Regions from separate parts of the Zea mays genome. Here region 2 is linked to region 1. A link is a contact called in public Hi-C data. All regions are on one chromosome and are shown on one strand. Each heading gives the region's core, a stretch centred on a gene start, on an enhancer-like site or on the middle of the called end of the contact. The rest is flanking DNA. Distances are from core to core; before and after follow the strand shown. Region 1 overlaps LOC100383583. Region 2 holds the start of LOC100193839.

What was found. A called contact is a pair of places that touch in the nucleus more often than the background predicts.
Region 2: a Hi-C map of leaf shows a contact between it and region 1, with 5 times the contacts expected there. The contact joins the promoter of LOC100193839 here to the enhancer-like site in region 1. A contact is called at or near these places in 6 of 25 Hi-C or Micro-C datasets (bundle sheath, leaf and tassel).

The regions. Positions count from the first base shown.
Region 1 is chr5:108,572,738-108,577,204 of Zm-B73-REFERENCE-NAM-5.0, reverse strand. LOC100383583 reads right to left here. Exons shown (of 6, transcript NM_001362092.1): 6 at 4,440-4,467. Among protein-coding and RNA genes, the nearest start is that of LOC100383583, 32 kb to the right of the region's middle. Within about 2 kb of position 2,219, at least 17 of the 20 cell types and tissues checked have an H3K27ac peak or open chromatin away from gene starts, as enhancers often do. A contact at or near this core is called in bundle sheath, leaf and tassel, where this site is marked.
Region 2 is chr5:108,943,339-108,947,805 of Zm-B73-REFERENCE-NAM-5.0, reverse strand. LOC100193839 reads right to left here and starts at 2,508. Exons shown (of 16, transcript NM_001367042.1): 1 at 2,339-2,508; 2 at 2,082-2,246; 3 at 1,146-1,242; 4 at 1,007-1,072. The coding sequence starts at 2,422.

The sequences.
Region 1 (4,467 bases), core at 970-3,469:
ATACACACGGGTGGAATGACTTAAACTGCTAAATTCATGTACTGCAGGGTCTCGCTCCGGACACAAACGTCTTATGAGTTCAATTTCTTGCTCGGTCATTTCTTGAACCGGACGGTCATCATCAGAATCTAAGGCCCGTGCAGCTTCATATGGCTCCTCCTCATCCTCAATCTGAACATCAACACTATTGGATGCCCTGCATATGTTGTCCATATTATATGACACAGGCACATCAATCTGAACATCAGCATTATCGATATGTGGAGATCCTGCATCGGGTCGTAGCAAGAAAAACCACATTAAAAAGTCTAATCAAACGAAATAACGATGGATACGAACAATGTGTCGAAGACACTTACTAGGATGATCGTGAACTGGATCATACTCTTGGGGGGGTACCACCGCATTAGAAGCCCCACAAACGCCAGGAATAGGACGAGAAATCCCATACTCGTGCGGACCCGATTGAGCATCGGGCACAACAACGACTTCTTCATGAAGCTCTACCAAAGGAGCTTCAATACGAGATGCATTTGGCAATTGTGGAGATAACCCGACTGGACCTTCGCAATGACTAACAGGTAACTTTTGAATAACCACATCCAAACATGGTGGAACCATCGTCTTCACAATTCTTAAATATATCTCCCAATCATCTTCTGAAGTAATGGAGATCAACCGTCGGACAACTGTTCCATGTGTAATATGGGACAACAAACTCTGCATTGATATTCTAGGGTCGTTTATGTCCCACCTAATCTCCTCACAAGCTCGAGCCAAAAGCTTGTCAAAAGATGGTCTTTCAACGAACAACATGGTCACGATCTTCATACCATCAAAAGTAACACTCCCATAAGCATCTATCTCCACCCTTCCTCCATGGTATAGTGTTACTAGGCTGTCCATCTATTGCAAAAATGGATTACTAACTCAATAATGGCTATATACTTAAGCCTACTAACGTACTAAGTAATAAATATATATTAACTAATAACTATACAGTAAATATTAAATGAACACATCAAACGAAATTACATAATCTATAAATAATGTACGAAAACAATGTATACCTGAACGCGTACGAGTCCAGCTAACGGTGGAGAAGGTTAAGTCGGACAAACACCTACGTACAAAAAAACCAATTGTCAGTAAAAAATTTGGCAGCACCTCCCCTGTAAAGTGATGTTTATAGAACCTGCGAATAAACGACAACACGATGGTTGCCAACACAGAAAACATGTAATATCAATGCGCTAACTATTTTAATAAAATCACTACGAATTTACTAAACACTAACAATATGCTAAGCACTAACAAGAAACTAGCTAACTATTTTAATAAACACTAACAACAAAATTACTAACTATTTACTAAACAATAAACAGTTTACTAACTATTTACTAACTTTTTACTAACTATTTACTAACAATTAACATTAACAACAAAATTACTAACTATTTACTAACTATTTACTAAACAATAAACAGTTTACTAACTAAGAAATTAAAAAAAAATTACCGGCGGCAAGGGGCGGGCTGGGGCGGTGGCGAGCAGGGCGGGCGGCGGCGAGCAGGGCGGTGGCGAGCAGGGGCGCGGCGGCCGCCGGTGGCGAGCAGGGCGGGCGGGCAGGCCGGGCGGGCGGCGGGCAGGCCGGGCTGCCGGCGGCGGAGCTCGGAGCTGGGCCCCCTCGCCGGAGCTGGGCGGGCGGGCAGGCCGGGCGGGCGGCGGCGGCGGCGATTTCAGGCGGGGGCGGGCGCGATTTCAGTGAAAAGAAACAGAGAGCGCGAGGAAGGAGAAAGGTGGCCTGCGGCGGTTATTTCCTAGCTCGGCGCCAAGATCTGTGGCGCCGAGCTAGGTGCCACGCAGGCTTCCAGGTCACACAGCTCGGCGCCATAGGCTGTGGCGCCGAGCTGAACAGCCTATGGCGCCGAGCTAAGGGTCCAAAACTGCATTTAAAATTTTTTTAGGTCTAAACGTGAATTTATTTCTGTTTAAGGGCTAAAATATAAAAAATTCGGTCAGGGAGGTATGGCTGCCACGAATCCTGGGCAGATGCGGAAGATCCCAATGAAATCGAGAGGAGTTTGTTCGCATCCCGACTACGACGAAGGAGACGCGGCTGGAATGTGGGTCCCACGCGGCTGGTGATAGGAGTGAAAGGTATGGGTGGGTGAGATCCTGACGGTGGGGTCCCACCAAACAGCGCCAAGCACATCCAGGCGTGAGCTGGGCTGAGGTTCATGCAAAGTGGGCTCGCGCGGGTAATTGCTATGGGCTGGTTAGAGCGTGGGGATAAGGAGCTGGCCCAGGTTCCGTTTTCTTCCCTTTATCTATTTTTTATTTCTATTCCATTTTAGTTTCTAAATTCAAATTTCAAGTTGAATTTAAATTTGTTTTTTATTCATACTCCATTTAAATACACCAACAAAACTCCGGCACGAATAAAAAATTATTTATATTATTTCATTCCTTTTTGCGTTGCTAGTATATGATCCATGAGAAAAAAATAATTCATCCATATGAATGACTACAGATTTTGTAGATTCTAGTTAATTTCAAATTCAACTTCCAATTTTCAATACCTAAGTTTAACTTTGAATAACTGAATTTTAATAATCCATTTAGTTATTTTAAGGAAGTAATTACAAGGTTAATAAAATCCTTATTAAAAGCATTTTAGAAAAAATCTTTTGAAGCACTTTCCGAATCTCCAAGACCATATTTAGGGTGTTACATATATCTAGCAGATGCGCTTGCGTGCACCCGAGATTTTGATGGTCAACAAGAATGGGCTCACGCTCAGTGTGCCGCGACCATCGCAGGGAGGGTCTACCCCTAAACTGCGCGAATACCAAATAAACCGCCAAGCAATCCACATGTATTGCTCGAGGGCTACATCTGGAAGATACGCTTGCACGCTCCTGAGATTTCAGTCCACAACAAAGTCTCCGTGCAACTCCAAAGAGTTGCACAAAGGCTCATGGGCTACTGTCGGATACTCAGGAACTGGGTACCCGAAATACACCCATGGCCTCTTTAAAAACAGCCCACCTGCCAACCAGGTCTTGGCCAAGCAACCCTGTGAAGCGGAGCGATGGACCAGGTCTCTGTCGAGCAACCTTGCGAGGCGTAGCGGCCGACCAAGTCCCCGTCGAGTAACCAAGCGAGGCAAAGCGGCCAACCAGGTCCCCACTAAGCAACTCGGTGAGGCAGAGTGGCTGACCAACCCCTGACCGAGCAACTCGGAGAGCGCGGAGGTCCCAGTCTAGTACTGCAGACCCGCATCAGCAAGGACAAGATGTGTCATCCCTAGGCCACGTCTGGACATACGTGCGGCACACCGAATGTACGCTGGGAGGTCACTATCCACACAACTGTACACCCCCTCGTACGGTCCCAAGTGTATCCCCACTACCTTGAGGGGCCAGTCAACCCCTGTCATGGGGGCCTTAGCACCGGAGTTTCTACAGTGACTCATATACCAGAAAGGACACGACAAATACACCATACCGGGTGTATGCCTACGCACGCCAAGTGATATAGGGCTCATGACGACAAGCAAAGTCGCGCTATGCACGGCCGCACCATGAGACTGACCCACGAACCCATCGCGCACTACTACGAAGACATTAGTTGTACACTCGCTGCAGGGACACGTATGACGAATGAGCGGGACAATACACCATACCGGAAGTACGGCTACACACGACCCTACGGACACATCATGAGCATTACGTCAACCTAGGGCAACATATTGTTCTCTTACCAGTAGAGAACAAGTCTCCTCTGTAAGGTCCTACACCTTGAGCTATAAAACCTTGAGCTATAAAAGGGAAAGTTCTCCTTCTTCCCACACACGCACCGGTTGTAACACGTCCCAAGGTAATACTACGATCAGTACTGCACTGGATAAGGGCTCGAGATCGAACTAGTATAAACCTTCTGTCTCAGTCTCCACGTTCGAGTCCCAACGATTCACCATTCAGAGTGAGTCCACGCTAGCATCCTTCACCGAACACAAATCTTATTGTCCCCCGATTTCCAAAACTATGACAATACTTTAGATCACTTATGAGTTACAATCCAACCGATAAAGTTTATGTCGCTTACACTCTGAGTTCCTCCATCTTTTACCTCGAGAGAACACCTCAAACGACGGCTACTCTCTCTTTGTTGCAAACACAAGATGTGATTTGTTGCATCAAGTTTTAATTTCAGGATCACTTGATCACAGTGTAAAAATATGAGATGTTCTCGTGTAAATGCTTGTCAGGCTGGCTACCAATCTTAAGCAGAACTTAGTTGATGAGCTCACTATAACAACCAACTTTGTTTAGTTTACCTTTATCAGATGAAAGCTGTCATTTATCCTCTAAGCTCTTTCATACTTACTCATTTATCATTCACTAAGGCTGTGGGTTAAACCTTCTGTTGCCTGTGATCAGCAGGGACTTGCTTCATTTAGTC
Region 2 (4,467 bases), core at 1,259-3,758, 370 kb before region 1:
GTCCACAGATTTAGTCAGATCAGCCAATTTATTTTGTTTAATGGTTAGCTGAATCCTGTCAATTTATCTAATCACCATCATCATTGATGCGACTATGCCCTCTTGGTCTCTTTCGTAGCCATTTCCCTACATGTCCTGATCGTATCATCAATCCTACTATGCCATCTTGCAAAAATAACCTTTTGTTCTTCATTTGGCTTGATTTGGCACATCTATTTATTCTCAACGGGTTGAAGTCTCTGAAGCAAGGTTCATAGTTTAAGAGTTCAAGTACTGTTTGTGAAGACTTAAGATATTTGCTGAAGTATGTGTTGTGAAGGCAATACCCACTTATTGAGATCAATTTCTACATCGCCATTTTTAAAGAGTTGCACGCTCTGACGCCATCTTCGATTATAAATGTATTGTTTTTCTTTTTCAAGTTTACTACATAGTGTCAACTCTCCAAACACATCAACATTGCATTCACGTTGCATTTGAGAGGGGTGTTACGGTATAACAGTCAAGGGTATTAGTGTAGTCTCCTAGTCTAGGGTTTCCCTCTTGTATCCCTATAGGCCTCAATACTATCATCCAATTCAGCCCCTATTATTAGTAACACATAGAAGGTTCAAGCTCCATATCTTGAACAGTGATAACATATAATAAAGGAATAGCTTGAAAGGCCAGGAATGGTTGTCATCCATACATGCCTCAATTCAATGCCATTAACTAACGGAATAAGCAAAAGAAATATCTGAAGGACAGACACTGAGTACAGAACTAGTACTTTATACTTTATAATAAAATAAACAGCATTCGTTTTCACTGCCTTGTAGTTAGGCAATCCACAAAACTAAGCTTATATGTGGGTTCATGGTCTAGCCCATTTGTATCCCTACATGTAGTATCTTTAATCACAAGACAGATTACCTAAATAATTGGAGGAAATTTCGCATAGATTCACAGTGTAAGCTATTCAAATCATATAATCATTAACAATCAATGATGGGCATTGGAATCTTACTTTTAACATCTTCTCGTATAAGGGACATGAGTGCTTTATGAACAGCATCACGTTCCACATTTTCCTCTGAAATGTAGGCAAAAAATTAGAGGTGCGTATGCAATAATCATTGCAGCAAAGTAAAATAGGAAGACCATACCGCTTGTAAGGAGTTGTCCCAAAACATCTGCAATTTTTGACACAAATTCAGTATCTTTACCAAGAAGTGGAAAACCCCGAATAGCTTGTATTCTGATCTGTTGGAACATATACATAAAAAACACCATGTTGATTATTCTCATTAAACAAATGTAAGAAACACTATATAGAATCAAATAACAGTGTATCTATTTTTGTAATGTTATTCAAGAAGTGCCAAATAAATATTGAAAACAACTGTTTAAAAGAGTAAGTGTCATGTGAAGTAATCAAGGACAAACATGAAACAAATAGTTGATGTATCACAAGCATAACATGACAGATTGCAATTGTTTATACAGCATTGAAGTGTTTGGCCACGTATGATCAACAGTGAAACAAGTGAATATCACCCATTCAGTGTTTCTTGTGATGTCCCCCATTAAAATAACTCAGGTATAAAAAGGTCTTTTTGTTTCCCAAATTGTTCAAGCCTAAATTTCACTTTCTAGCAAATCCTGTATTAGTGGTTGAAATACCAATTATCAAAAATACATTAACAGGATAATCATTTTGCTGGTTAAGAATAGATTTGGTAGAGAGATATTATACTCTCTGTGCATGTACAGATGTACTCTTGAGCTATTGTAAGTGTTCCTCACATACGAATAGAGTAATAAATGGCAGAAAAAACACAATGTGCAGTGCAATAAGCAAATGACTAATTTTTTTTAAGAAACATAGTTTTCGAAATGAAGCTGCCTGAACACAATGGAAACCCAATCCAGCTATTTTTAGTTCACTCAAAATATTGGACCAACCTATCACATAAACTGCTAGTGGGTTTGCTCTCAACTGGTGGTTACACAGAATAACTTGCCAAATCATGCCGCTCTGCCAACAGTGAAGAGATGCGAGCATATAAACTCGCCAAATCTAGAGAGATGCGAGCAAATACCGCGAGCTCCTCCATATCAACGAGGTCGAACATGGCCGACATGGCGCGGGTGGCGAGTGCAGGGAAGCTCCGGAAGAACCTCGGGATGAGCTGCGCTGCGAGCTGCTTCGCCTTGACACTCTGCCCCTTCACTGCTGCAATAATCGCCTCGTAGTCCGCCGCAAGCTGCAATTCCGAAACCGAAAACCCCACGTCACTCAAAACCCTAGCCTGAACACGGACCGGCCTCAACAAAATCTGGGAGAGCGGGGAAGCACCTCGGACTTGTCCTTGGCGGAAGAGAGGCGCTCGCCGAGCTCGTAAAGCCGCTCCACCTCGGCTGCGTCGGCATCGGCGGCCATTAGAGGAGAGCGAGGGGATTCGGGAGTTAGGGTTTGGGAGGGAACGGAACTGGGAAGGTAACGGTGAAAGTTGTTTCTTTGACCACGGGGCCACTAGTTCCCAAAGCAAGTTCTTTAAATTAATTCAAGGTGTATTAATCAAAAGTCATTTTTCAACATTTCCTTAAACGAGATATCAAATATACTCCGTATCAATTTATTAAGATCTTTTTGATGGAAATAATAGTTAGCCGCTAAATTAGTTGAAGACATCCAAACATTTTTATCTAATAGTTTAGCTATTAGTTAATTTTATTAGTAAATTAACTAAGGGAACGTATCTGGTGCAAACCAACCCCTCCGTGCAACCGTGCAAACTTTTAATCTGAACCACATGATGTTGATCTAAGGTGGCGTGTGGGGGAGTGCGAAGGGGATCTGAAAAAATGTGATTAGCAGCGGGTGGTTAAGTGTAAAATTATTCACGCCCCTGTGTCCCTTGGATCAACATCATGTGGCCCAGATTAGAAGTTTGCACGATTGCACGGAGGAGTTGGTTTGCAACAGATATGTTCCCATTAATTAATACTTAATTAGTTATTTATTAGCTAACTAATTCTACCAGCAATTTTTAGGATGTTCGATTCGGATTAAAGTTAGTTGTCTGAACTACTCTAACTGTAATACATGGAGACAAAACACTATAAAAGCAGTATAAGCCGGTATGAATTGAAACCATCCTTTTAGCTCAAGTTCATCATTTTTCTTTCTGTTGGAATGCGAACCCATAACCATAAACAGGGTTGGGAGTAGTATTAATAGACTTAGTAAATGGGTCAGGCCCATTACAGTGAGGGTGAGACGGTAATTACAAGGGAAACACCCCAAACCCTAGATGGGTAGTCTAACACCCCCGCAGTCACAACTCTATCATGTACAGATGTTGAGACTGGATCGAAAATCTAAAAATACACTCGACGGTAACCCCTTGGTGAAGATGTCGGCGAACTGCAGCGTGGTGGGGACGCTGAGAACCCGAACGTCACCGGTAGCGACACGCTCGCGGATAAAGTGCAGGTCGATCTCTACGTGCTTCGTGCGCTGATGCTGCACGGGGTTGGTAGAGAGGTAGACCGCACTGACGTTGTCGCAGTAGACGAGAGTGGCGCGCTAGAGGGGACTGTGGAGCTCGTGGAGGAGCTGGCGCAGCCAGGAGGCCTCTGCCACACCGTTGGCCACGGCACGGTACTCGGTCTCAGCGCTGGAGCGAGAGACGACGGGCTGCCGCTTGGCGGCCCAAGAGACGAGGTTGGCACCCAGGAACACAGCGTAACCGGAGGTGGACCGGCGCGTGTTGGGACAGCCAGCCAGTCAGCGTCGGTGTAGACCACGAGCTCCGACGTCGGGGATGGGCGGAGTAGAAGGCCATAGTCGAGGGAGCCGCGGAGGTAGCGCAGAATCCGCTTGAGCGCAGTGAGATGGGGCTCCCGCGGAGTGTGCATATGCAGGCACACCTGCTGGACGGCGTAAGCGATGTCGGGCCTGGAGAACGTGAGGTACTGGAGCGCGCCGGTGAGGCTCCGGTATGACGTCGTGTCGGCGACCGGAGGCCCGTCGTCCTCAGAGAGCTTCGTCTGAGTGTCGACAGGCGTGGAGCAGGGCTTGCAGTCAGACATGCCAGCCCGCTTCAGGATGTCGATGGCGTACTAGCGCTGGTGGAGGAAGAGACCCTGAGGCCGGCGCTCGGCGGTGATGCCGAGGAAGTGGTGTAGGGGCCCCAGGTCCTTCATCGCGAACTCCCGCTGAAGGGCGACGATCGTGCGGTGTAGAAGGTCGGCGGTGGATGCCGTGAGCACAATGTCGTCGACGTAGAGCAGGAGGTAGACGGTGTCATCGTCGCGCCGGTAGATGAACAGGGACGTGTCCGACTTGGCCTCGACAAAGCCGATGAAGGCCAGGTAGGAGGCAAAGCGACTGTACCATACCCGTGGCGCCTGCTTGAGGCCGTACAGGGACCGATTCAGCCGGCAAACCAAATCCGAACGGTCAGTGTTGACGAAGCCGGT